Linked DNA regions of Sus scrofa: region 2 is linked to region 1. Evidence: chromatin contacts called from public Hi-C data. All regions are on one chromosome and are shown on one strand. The core of a region is the stretch at or near the end of the contact, and the rest is flanking DNA. Distances in the headings are between cores, read along the strand shown.

Region 1 (5,859 bases), core at 3,194-5,693:
CAGAATGGCTATAAAAAAAATTACAGGCAATAACAGGTGTCACAGAGGATGTGGAGAAATTAGTATCCTCATGCATTAATAGTAGGAAAGTAAAATAATGCAGTGCCTTTAAAAAGTGGCCTGGCAGTTCCTCAAAATGTTAAACACACTGTATGAGCCCGCACTTCCACTCCTAGAAAAATATCTAAGAAAATTAGAAATGTATGTCCACATAAAAACCTGTACACAGCATTCACGTCATAAGAACTCCTAGTCATAAGGGCCAAAAACTGACATAAATGAACACCCGGTGAATGGATAAATAAAATGTGCTATATCCATATGATGGAATATTATTTGGCCATAAAGAGGAATGGACTATTGTTACATGCTACATACAACATGGTTGAACTTCACAAACATCATGCTAAGTGAAAGAACACAGGCACAAAAAAAATCACATACATATTATATGATTCCATTTATATGAAATGTGCAGAATAAGCAGTCCATAGAGACAGAAAGTAGATTAGTGGTTTTGAGGGCTGAGAGGGAAGAGAAATAGAGAGTGACAGTTAATGAGTACAGGGTTTTGTTGGGGTATTTAAGGGAGTGATTAAAATGTTCTGGAATTAGATAGCAGTAATGCTTATGCAACTTTGTATACTAAAAATTGCTGAATTATATTATTTTATTTTATTTTATTATTATTTTTTTGTCTTTTTGCCTTTTCTAGGGCCACTTCCTATGGCATATGGAGGTTCCCAGGCTAGGGGTCGAATCGGAGCTGTAGCCTCCAGCCTACGCCAGAGCCACAGCAACACCGGATCCAACCCGCGTCTGCGACCTACACCTCAGCTCACGGCAATGCCGGATCCTTAACCCACTGAGCGAGGCCAGGGATTGAACCTACAACCTCATGGTTCCTAGTCGGATTCGTTAGTCACTGCACCACAACAGGAACTCCCTGAATTATATAATTTTAAATGGTGAGTTTTATCATATGTGAGATATTTCCTAGTCAACAATACCTAGAAACAATTCCAGTAATAATTCGATTAAAAATGGGCAGAAGACCGAATAGACATTTTTTCCAAAAATATATACAGATGGCCAACAGACACATGAAAAGATGCTCAACTTTGTTAACCATCAGGAAAATGCAAATTAAAACCACAATGAGATATCATCTCACACATGTCATATGGCCGTCATCAAAAAGAACACACATAACAAAAGTTGGCAAGGATGGGGGGAAAAGGGAACCCTCATTGGTGGGAATGTAAATTGGTACACCACTGTGGAAAACAGTACGGAAGTTTCTCTAAGAACTAAAAACATAACTGCTATATGGCCCAGCGATTCCACACTTGAGAATCTATCCCAAAAAAGAAAACAAGAATTCAAAAAGAGAAATGCACACCAATGTTCGCAGCAACATTATTTATAATTACCATCAACCTAAGAGTCATCAGTAGATGAATGGATAAAGAAGGTGTGGTATATACATACAATGGAATACTATTCAGCCATAAAAGAGAATGGACTTCCCATTTGCAACAGCATGGATGAATTTTGGAGGGCATTATGCTAACTGAAATAATTCAGACAGAGAAAGACAAATACCATATAATATCACTAATCTGTGGAGTCTAAAAAATAAAAGCTATGAATATAACAAAAAGAAAATGAATTCACTGAAATAGAGAACAAACTAGTGGTTTACCAGTGGGGAGAGGGAAGGGGGAATGGGCAATACAGAGGCAGGGGATTAAGAGGTACAAACTATTATACAGAAAATAAGCTACAAGGACATTTAATAGAAGACAGGGATTATAGCCAATATTTTATATTAGCTATAAATGGAATGTAACCTTTAAAAATTTTGAATCACTGTGTTGTACACCTGAAACATCTATAATATTATAGAACAACTCTATTTCAATTTTCAAAAAGTCAGCAGAAGGGGATATTCCAAATATGGAAAGAGGATTGATATATCTTTGTGAATATACACTTGAGGATATAATATAATCTAAATCAGCAAGAGATGATGTCCTGGATCAAAGACTTAAATAAAATCTCAAAACCTTAAAAAAAAAATATATATATATATATATGAGCTCCCTGGTGGCTCAGTGGGCTAAGGATCCAGCATTATCACTTCTGTGGCTCTGATTATGCTGTGGCACAGGTTTGATCCCTGACCCGGGGATTGAACCCACACCTCTGCAGTGACCCAAGCTACTGCAGTCAGATTCCTAACCCAAGGCACCACAGCAGGAACTCCTTGTCTTTGCTTCTTAACCTTATGAAAATGAGGTCAGTCTATATATACTGCTTGTTTTCTTCACTTAGCTTCCTGAGGATATCCCACCAGGTCAATATATACAGGTTTCATTTGTATAAAGTTCATATATTTGATCTATCATAATTTATTTTTCCTTCAATCTGATGGTTTAAAAACGGCATCACAATATATCAAAACATCAAGTTGTACACCTTAAATATATATAATTTGTTTATGTCAACGATATCTTAAGAAAGTAGTTAAACTTACTATTTTGTTGTTTTTGTTGTTTGAAGTGCTCGTATCAGTATGTGTCTCTGTGAATTTTCATAGTCTGAGCACAACCCTGTAACCAACAGCCCAGGTTAAGAAACAGAACATTACTAGAACACATGCATCTCCTATGACCATTGCCATCTGTTACTATTACCATTGCCATCGTGTCACATTCCCCTTGAATCAATATATTTTAATCAAAGAAATGAAACATTGCAGTTAACACTGAAATCCCTTTGGACTTCAAATCCCATGTCTGTAACCCTCCTGTAGGTTCCTGGGCCCTGAAGCAACCACTCATAGATTGAGCACTTTTGTACTTTTCAGGCATATATTTACATGCATGTATTCATTGCATTTTCCTGACTGCCAGTGAGACAAACATCTTTTCCTGGTTCCTCTTCTACGAATTGCCTTTTCATAACACTGGCTTATTTTTCTATTGTGTTGTCTTTTGTTTATTAATCGATAGGAGGCTTAGTTTATTAAGATATTTACCATTTTCCGTCAATTTTGTGGCAAACATTTCCCCTCACCTTTTCTTTCCATTTTTATGATGTCTTTAATGTTGCAAAAATATTAATTTTTATGTAGTCAAACATACCTATGTTTTTTCTTTAACTTCTCTGAGTTTCCTGTCTTGCTTAAGATCTTCCCATTCCCAAGGTTATACAGATATTCTCTTATACATTCTTCTAATGTTTTATTATTTTACATATTTAGATTTGTTTGCAAAGTACCCCATTGCAACATCACATGGGATACATATGGATACCCTGGACTGGTTTGGGAGAGAGGTTTGAAAAACTCTCTTGAAAAACTAAATTGGAGCTACTTTTGCAAGCTACCTAGCATTTGATATTTTGTGAGCAGAAAGCTGAGAAACACTAACCATTTGATAAAATGAAATCAGATGAGGATTTGGGGGGCACACCTGTGACACAAGGAAGTTCCCAGGTCATGGACTGAACCCACATCACAGCTGTAACCAGAGCCACAGCAGTAACCAGAGCAACAGCACTGATAACACAGGATCCTCAACCCTCTGAGCCACCAGAGAACTCCTGATGAGGATTTTTAATTTTTTTATTTTATTTAATTTTTTTTCTTTTTAGGGCCACATCTGGCATGTGGAGTTTCCCAGGCTAGGGGTCTCATCAGAGCTACAGGTGCTGGCCTATGCTACAGCTTTAGCAGAGCCAGATTCCAGCCGTGTCTGCGACCTACACCATAGCTCATAGCAACACCGGATCCTTGACCCGCTGATCAAGGCCAGGGATCAAACCCGCATCCCCATAGATCCTCATCGGGTTCGTTAACCGCCCAGCCACGAGGGGAACTCCTGGATGAGGATTTTTTAATCTGTGACTTTTTTCCAGTGGTACTTGAAAAACGTGATAGTCCTAAAACTATTGTAGTTTCTTTCTAGGTAATGACAAGGTCCAGGAATGAGTATTAAGAATAGCTGAAAATAACTGTTTAAATTTAAATATCAGAGAAAGCTGTTTGGTGTTGGGCATTTCTTCACCAGGCTGGCTCCTTGCTTTGTTCTCCCTCAAAAGCAATGGATTTTTTTTTTAACACCAAAGGGGGAATGGAGGAAGTGAGGCAGCTAAAGAAAATGTCATTGCTCCCACTACCCTAAAACACACTGTATCTGATTTCACACTTTCCCAACAAGAAACAAAATGCGCCAACACCTTTCGCTGAAGCAGTCATCTTGAACTAACTTTGTAGAATACAGAGTTTGCACTTACTTGGTTAACAGTGGAGAACTGCTCAAAGTTTTTGAAGCAATTCACCGTAGCTCATTCCAAGTAGTTTAACCTGGCGGCCACAATGGGCTATAAACAGACGCTACCTATTGTAATTGAAATCCTCAGTAACGTTCCTGCGCGCCCCCTTCTGGCGGAGTGAACCCACCTCCCTGCGTGATCCATATTTATTGCAGCTGCGGCTAAGGCAGTCGTCGAGGGAAGGGAAGTTCGTATTGCAAAAAGGTAAAAACATTTAAATTTTTAAAGAATATTTTTCATCATTTTTTAGTAGAGAAATCGACAACTAATTCAACTCTGCTGGAAAGTTTCCCATGAGTTAGTCGAGGGGGGTAAACGGCCATTTTGGTTGGGCTTTTCTTAACAGCCTTTTGAAAACCTTTCTTGAAGGTCGTTTTTTTTTGTTTGGTCTTTTGTTTGTTTGTTTTTCCCTAACGGATCAGAGGGAAGCTTATTTAGTAAGATAACCAACAGCTGGACTGGATTGAGAAGGTACATGGAACTCCCCACCAAATTAAGGCGGCTGCAGTCTCTTTACTTTTGCTCCCTGATTTGGTTTACAAGGTTAGTCAACTACCCCTCACCACAGAGCACCTGGGTTAATGATTTATCTAACTGGGGTAGATACCATATGCCGTTGCAACACTGCAGTTTTTTTTTCCGCTTTTCCAAACTGGTCAGCTCTTGCACGTTGGTGACGTAGCTTAATGCTGTGTTACTAGACTGTTCTAGAACACATGTATATATTATGTTCACAATGCTGTGAGGAGCAACAGAGAACTTCCCTTTTTGATAACACTATGATGTTTCTGATAACCGTGAAAGGAAAAAAGAAAAAAGTGACCCAAAGAGACAAGATAGCATGTAGGTAAGGTTAAATCAGATTGGATCTCAGGTTTGAGGGCTTTAGGGCTGCACCCACAACATATGGAAGTTTTCAGGCTAGGGGTTGAATCAGAGCTACAACTGCCAGCCTACAGCCTATACCACAGCCACAGCAATGCCAGATCTGAGACGTGTCTGTGACCTACACCGCAGCTCACGACAATGCAGGCTCCTTAAGCCACTGAGGCAGGGATTGAACCCGCATCCTCATGGATACTAGTTGGATTTGCTTCCGCTACGCCCCAAGAGGAACTACTAAGGGCATTTTCAAAGTAAATTTTTATTGACGTGCCACATACAGAAAATTACACAGCAGGGATCATTAATGCACAGCATGAATTTCCACAAACTTCACACTCTTCTGTAATGTTCATAGATTATAAAACAGAACAGTATCACAACCCCAAGAGCCCTCCTGTCTCTGCTACCAGTCACAAAGCCCCCTAAGTTAATCATATCCTTCCTCTGACACCCTAGCTTAGTATTGCCTATTTTTGAACTTTATATTAATGGAATCATGTTTTGTTTGATATCTGGGTTCTCAGCTTTAAGTTTGTGAGCTTTATCTACATTGTTGCATGGAGCTGGAGTTTGTTCATTTTCATTGGTAGGTAACATTGTGCAGTGTGTGCATACCACAATTTATTTATCCCT
Region 2 (6,528 bases), core at 2,954-5,453, 59 kb before region 1:
TCACTACCTATACCACCAAGCCATCAAGACAACCAACAAAAAGAATAACCTATTTTTAGTAGATTTCTGCTTCTTTTCTAATTTAAAAAAAAATTCTAACTAAAAATAGTGTAAAAGGCAGTAACAATACACTTATTAATGAAATTACATTCTGTCAGACAGATAACAAAACTGATTAACTTCTTACTTTCAAACCCTTAAGTTAAAAGACAGATTTATCAAAAGCGCAGTGCTGGGGGGGAAAAAAAGCTAAATGTTCCTTGAATCTACTGTAACAGAAAACAAAGTTTAAGAGACTAAAACTTAAGCCATGATATTTAAAAGAGTTAAAAACAAGGTTACTTTTAAAATTTTATTTATTTATTTATTTATTTTTTTGGTCTTTCGTCTTTTGAGGGCTGCACCCACGGCATATGGAGGTTCCCAGGATAGAGGTCTAATCGGAGCTGTAGCCACTAGCCTACACCACAGCCACAGCAACACCAGTTGGGAACCGCATCTGCAATCTACACCACAGCTCAAGGCAACACTGGACCCTTAATCCACTGAGCGAGGCCAGGGATTGAACCCACAACCTCATGGTTCCTAGTCAGATTTGTTTCCACTGCACCATGATGGGAACTCCCAAGGTTAATTTTTTTAATGAAATTTTTCTGCATTAAACTATTTTATCCAAGTAGACCACTACATATATTCTTCTTACTGTAGTTAACTGGTATATTCATGATAGATACACATACTTTATTCTCAACACATTCCTCACAGATGAAGCAGCCAAAATGATTTTCTTGACACTAAAAAAAAAATCCACTAGAAGCTAATGGATTAGGAAAAATGTCTCTGGTATGAGAATCATGTTAAATATTTTTTAACCAGGGTGCCACAATAATCACTGCCTGCTTTGCCACCTCACTCAGAAAAATCAAAATCTTTCTTCAAATCTCCAGGGGAAAAAAAAAAGTCCTGATCCTTTTTATCTATTTTTTTCCTACCACTTCAGATTCCACATCCAGTTGTATTCTGTTTTTGTTTGTAGTACCTGAAGTTCAAATGAGTCAGTCATTACCTTAATTTCTACTATAAAAATAACGAAGGGTCACCATTTCTCCCAAATCAGCCAAATAACATGGAAAGTAGTCAGAGAAAGCTTAAAATTTAATCACTAATTGATGTATTTCTTATTCTCCTTACTACTAAACCAAAGATTACAACTTAAAGATCATAACATAAAAGCATTCAGAAATAAAACTACCAAGAGGTAATATATTTCATACCTATATACATCTAAAATCCTGTTCATACTAAGAAAACTAAACTTTTTCTTTTATCAAGAACTCATTTTCATTACCAAATTGAACAGCACTCATAAAGCAGATTTTAAAAGTTTCTAAAAGGATAAATAAATAGATGATGAACCAAAACAAAGAATATTTAGGTTGCACCTTTAAACATTATTACCTGGTATACTATTCTTTCATATTTGCATATATATAAAGTGCATGCTATAGCATACATTATAATGTACTATACTGTACCCGATATGCCATAAATAGCCATAAATATTAGCTATTAGGATAACATTGTGGAATCATGAAAGGCACTCATCCATTAAAAGTTTTAACTTAAGAAAAAAACATGATTTTAAAGTTTAGCACAAGGCTTAAAAGCAAATGGACTTGTATTTGGGTGATTAAACTCTAAGAATTTCTTTTTCTCTATTTTGCAATTTTTCTCTAATTACTTTTACGACGGTAACAAACTCTGTATTATATTAAAGACAAAAAGAAGAAACCACTTGAGTCAGATTGCTAAAAATCTACTTGCTAGTTGCTCTTGTGACCTTGCATAATAAAACACCACCTCCTCTCACCCTGCCACTAGTGCTTTTTCAAAGGTTTTCCCAAACTCTTAAGTGATTTTACTAGAAACTGTCTAGAATATAAATACAGTAGCCCACGTACTGGCATCCTCAATGCCATAAAAATATAAAAATTTCTGGGTTTGATTCTGTTGCGGCCATTAATCTAGAGTCCTCTAAAGAAAGAATGGTTTAGCACCGTATTTACTTAAGAATAACTATTCTTGCTATTTAACCATCGTTCTTTCTTCTTCCCCCTTGAACAATCCTCCTTATTCCCTCCTGCTTCTCCAAATCTATTGCTAATAATTCCTTTACTGGTTTGTTTTCTATAAAGTCTTCCTGAACCCTACTAGCCAAACATAACCCTACACTATTCTTTAAAATCTTGTTGTTCCAACCCATGCCACACATCTGGAACTTGCCATTTCTTCTGGTATTTAACATATATAAAATCTATCTTTTATATTCCATTATAAATTCCTTGAGGATAAGGATTACATTCCTAAATACTGGCACCACGGGAATGCCTTACATGATAATGATGTATATCACCCAGAGTGCTGTTACAATTTACCAAATTCTTTTACACATACTTGAGCCTCACAGCTACCCTGATAGAAATAATCACTATTGTCCTATTTTACAAAAGGGGAAACAGAATGATTCACAGTCTAAATCATTTGTCAGGGTTCTGTTCAGTTAATCCTCAAAACCTATTTACAGTACTAAACATAAGTAGCAAATACAAGAAACTTCCTGAATAGAAGACGAACTTCCATAAAATGGAAAATCCATGTACTTTATTGTTGCCAGGAAAACTAGTTAGGAACCTCAAGTTCAACTCTGCCCAACTATGCAAAACCAACTTTCTCCTTGGAGCCCTTAATAGGAAAGTGCCGACAGAGCAAATATGACACTATCAGAACACTATCCTCAACGTCTTAAAGTATACAAAGTTTTAATAAATTACTATGGCTTCTGTTTAGTACAAAAAAAGGGATATTTCAGCATCAAACCACAGTATTACAAAACTTGAAGTCAGAATGCATTTTGCAAGAGCCATGTGACACACACATGACAGTCAGCTAAACTGATGGGTGGACCTTTTTAGGGGAAAAGTTTAGCAGTAATTGACCGAAGAAGAAAATAAACTCAACATTTAGGACAAATACTGGGTTTTGCTTTAAAATAATTCTCCCCTCCCCCAAAGCCCTCTGACACTGAAGAGGAATAACAAATCTCCCCCAATTATTCATTAATGTACATATGCAAAATGTAGAAGGTTTTTTTTTTAGGGCCATTAATGAGAGCCCAATAAAGTCTTCCCAAGGAAAGTGAACACACCAGTTCCCAGAAAAGGTGCCAGGTGTGTCACATCTGCTGTGGCGACTTTTTGAGTAAGCAAGAAAAAGAAATGCATTAACTTTTCATGACATGTCATGGAACCTCATTCCCTATTTGCAAGCATTCAAGTAGGTAATCCAAAACCTACAGATCATAGGGCCCATTCGTTTCCCTTTCAACTTGGCAGAAAATTAAAATTCCCTTTAATTTGGTACCAACCAAAGATATCCCTAGGTTTTAGTGCTCCTGTTCTGTTTTTCTCTTGACCTATACAAGACAAAATGACTTCAGTGTCCTCTAAAAAAATTTCTCACAAATGCCAGGTTTTTAGGAAGGCAATGACCCGAGGAGTTGGTAAAGAACTCCAAGAAATAACTAAAAAAGAACTAAAAATTTTATATCGATTTTCACCATCTACTCATTCCCCTCAATCCCACGCAGTCCTGAAAAGCATCCATATTACCTGCAACCTGACGGGGAAGGTAGAAGTGAGAGCCAACAAGCTCAAGATTTACAAGTAAAGCTGGTTTCCACCCCGACGGTTCTGACAGCTCCGCAGGATGCGGGCGCAGGGTCTGACAGTGCCCTCTAGGAGAGTTCTCCCACCCATCTCCTCCCCTCAAAAACAAGTCCTCCTTCACAAACCACTGCTTCCAAAAGAAGCTACCCCTTCCCAACCCACCACCAACTCCCCAACGCCCCAACCCCCTTAACAGACTGTTCCTCCGCACCGACCTGGCACTCAGGCCCTCCAACCAGACTGGGTCCAGGCCAGGGCCGCTTACCCCTCCGGCCCGACCCCTCCCCCCGACCGCCCCTCCTCCGTCAAACAATGGGGCCCGACTCCCCGCCGCTAACCTGTCCTGCCCCATCACCTTCCCCTCATCCTGGCCAAGGCCCTCACTCTCCTCGCCCCCCCTAAGCTTTCCCGAGCTGGCCCACGGACACAGCCAACCGGTGCTCTCCTGCACTCACTATTCGGGATTCATGCTGGACATGTCACTGCAGCTGCTGCCGCCGCCGCCACCACCGCCGCCCTTGCTGCTGCAGCCGCCGCCCTGACTCTCCGCGCCACGGGTAGTCGAAGGAGAGGAATGAGATAGGCTGTTCCGGGAGAGCAAACGTCTTCCCCCCACTCCGTCCCCTTAGAACACAATCAGCAGCAGCCACCACTCAGCTGTCGCTTCCACCCAAAATGGCCGCCGGCGAACCAGGAAATAGGAAAGCCTTAGACCGAGGGGCCTTTACACAGCCCAAAGGGCGGCCGCACCGCGTGGCATGCCGGGAAAGAGAGTTGCAAGCTCGGCAGCAGGCGCTGGGGAACGACAATGCGGTGTCGCGATCCGGACTCAGCTTCCCGCCAAGCCCCGCGCCTCTGGGGCATGCGTATTTGAGGGGTTGTCGCCCGCCCCATGCCCCCCTATCTTACTCCCCCCGCTCCGCCCCTCCCTTCTCCCCTCCCCGCTGACTCGCTGGCTAGGACTTCGCTCGGACTCCCCCTAGCGGATTGGCTAAGGCCAAGAGGCCCTGGTGATGTCATCAGTGAGACGTGGCAGCCGGGCGAGTCAGCGCCCCACGGGGGAGGGGGAGGGGAGGGACAGAGGGCGGTGCCGGCCGCTGGCGGAAGAGGGGGGTGGGGAACAGGGCACCCGGAGGGTGGGGAGAGAGGTTGCACAGAATCCAAGGGGTAGCTCGAGTGCCGAGGCGCAGGGAAGGGGACAGTGGGGTTTTGAAGGACGCACCTGGCCGGTGCTACTTCCTGTGCGCCTTATGCTGGCCTGACCAGCTTGAGCCTTGAGCTTCCCTGCTGGTCCCAGGGCGTCCGCTCTAAGCATGGAAGAAGAGTCGAGGGGCCTCCACGGAAAACTTTGGGTCTCTGGAAAACACGAAGCCGTACTTTAAGTTCTCTTCCTCTCTCATGCAGCTCCACTGGGTCTGGTCATCGTCCAGTGTTGGCTACAGGCACTACCATTTTCTTACCATTCTCTTTCCAGCCCTACTCTGATCACCTCAGCCTGGATATTGCAGCACACTTGGCCGAGTGGACTATCTGCCTCTGTCTCTTCTCTGCCCTGGGCCGTTTTGCACCTATAACCAGATTTCACTTGCTGAAGTAACGTTTCCATCATTACCCACACGCCTCTCAGTGCCCCCACATTGTGTGGACCGGACACAACCTGGAGCCAGACAAAAATTCGTGATCTTTCTGCCCTGGCTCCAGCCTTTGGATTGAATTGTACTTGTTTTTAGTTATTTCATTCTGAGCCATTCTACAAGATTGGAAATTAATAACCGATAGTGCAGATCATCACTATATAATGCCTGGAAACTCCAGGAATAATAGTAACAAATTTTTTAAAAACCTTATGGTCTTAACAGCTCTCTTTAATTAGCTCAGGGATTCAAAACTCCACTAAACTTTAACACATTATCTCGGGTTACTTAATTACAAAGGGCATAGTATAATACATTGTCCAAAGTTTATCTTCCAACTTGTCCTAAGAACCAAGAAAATTATCTCCAAAGATTGATTGCAAAATTCCCATGACACCAAAATATGGAAAGAAGACAGTTCTTTTTTCTACCCACTTACTAACTATATGCCTTAAGGGACAAATTCCAGCATGTGCCTTAGTTGACAACCTCATCAAATAGTACACTAGAATTCCTGCTCATCATGTTGGCTTCCGAAATGAACATGGTCACCATTTCAAGAGAAGTACCCTGAGCAGATCAATGACAGACATCAAAAAGCGCATTATCCTGGACTCTTGTTCCTTTCTGCTTATTGTGATTTCACCGAAGGAAAAACTCAGAAAATCTGTGAAGAGTTCATCCTGAGCCAAAGATAAAAATTTTCACCTGTTCCTCTCCTTGGAAGTATATATACCCCTATAGTTCCTTTAGTTATTTATTTCCTTTCCCAACAAATAACTAGTAACTTTTAACCTAAGTAATGGAGTAACTGTAAGAATTGAATACAACATTATAGGAGTTCCCTGCCGGCTCTGGTCACTGTTGTGGCTGGGGCTTGATCCCTGGCCTGGAAACTTCAGAATGCCATGGGCGCGCGCGCGGGGGGGGGAAGACAACAAAAAAAGCAGCCAAATAAAACGTATAGTACAATGAATTTGGGGGCACTTTGTAAATGGTAATTACCTTTCTCCTTGAAAGTCTCCAGTGGACCTACTGTATACTAAAGACAGAATGTCTCATATCGTGGTTGTGGGATTGTAATATGCAAGCAGGGAGTATTAGATGGTTTTTTAACTTGGGAGTGGTGGGTGGTTTTTTTGCCACCTCTACTTCACCATATATGCCAT

Evidence for each region. Hi-C and Micro-C count contacts between places; a contact is called where the count stands out from the background.
Region 2: a Hi-C map of liver shows a contact between it and region 1, with 5 times the contacts expected there. The contact joins the promoter of RAB1A here to the enhancer-like site in region 1. A contact is called at or near these places in 1 of 5 promoter capture datasets (liver), 9 of 47 Hi-C or Micro-C datasets (alveolar macrophages, embryonic fibroblasts, heart right ventricle and 2 more) and 1 of 2 datasets of contacts at active chromatin or transcription factors (alveolar macrophages).

What each region holds. Positions count from the first base shown.
Region 1 is chr3:76,777,110-76,782,968 of Sscrofa11.1, reverse strand. No RefSeq gene overlaps it. Among named protein-coding and RNA genes, the nearest start is that of ACTR2, 51 kb to the right of the region's middle. Within about 2 kb of position 4,443, at least 19 of the 83 cell types and tissues checked have an H3K27ac peak or open chromatin away from gene starts, as enhancers often do. A contact at or near this core is called in liver, where this site is marked.
Region 2 is chr3:76,835,348-76,841,875 of Sscrofa11.1, reverse strand. It overlaps RAB1A (RAB1A, member RAS oncogene family), which reads right to left and starts at 4,203. Exons shown (of 6, transcript NM_001031787.1): 1 at 4,181-4,203. The coding sequence starts at 4,203.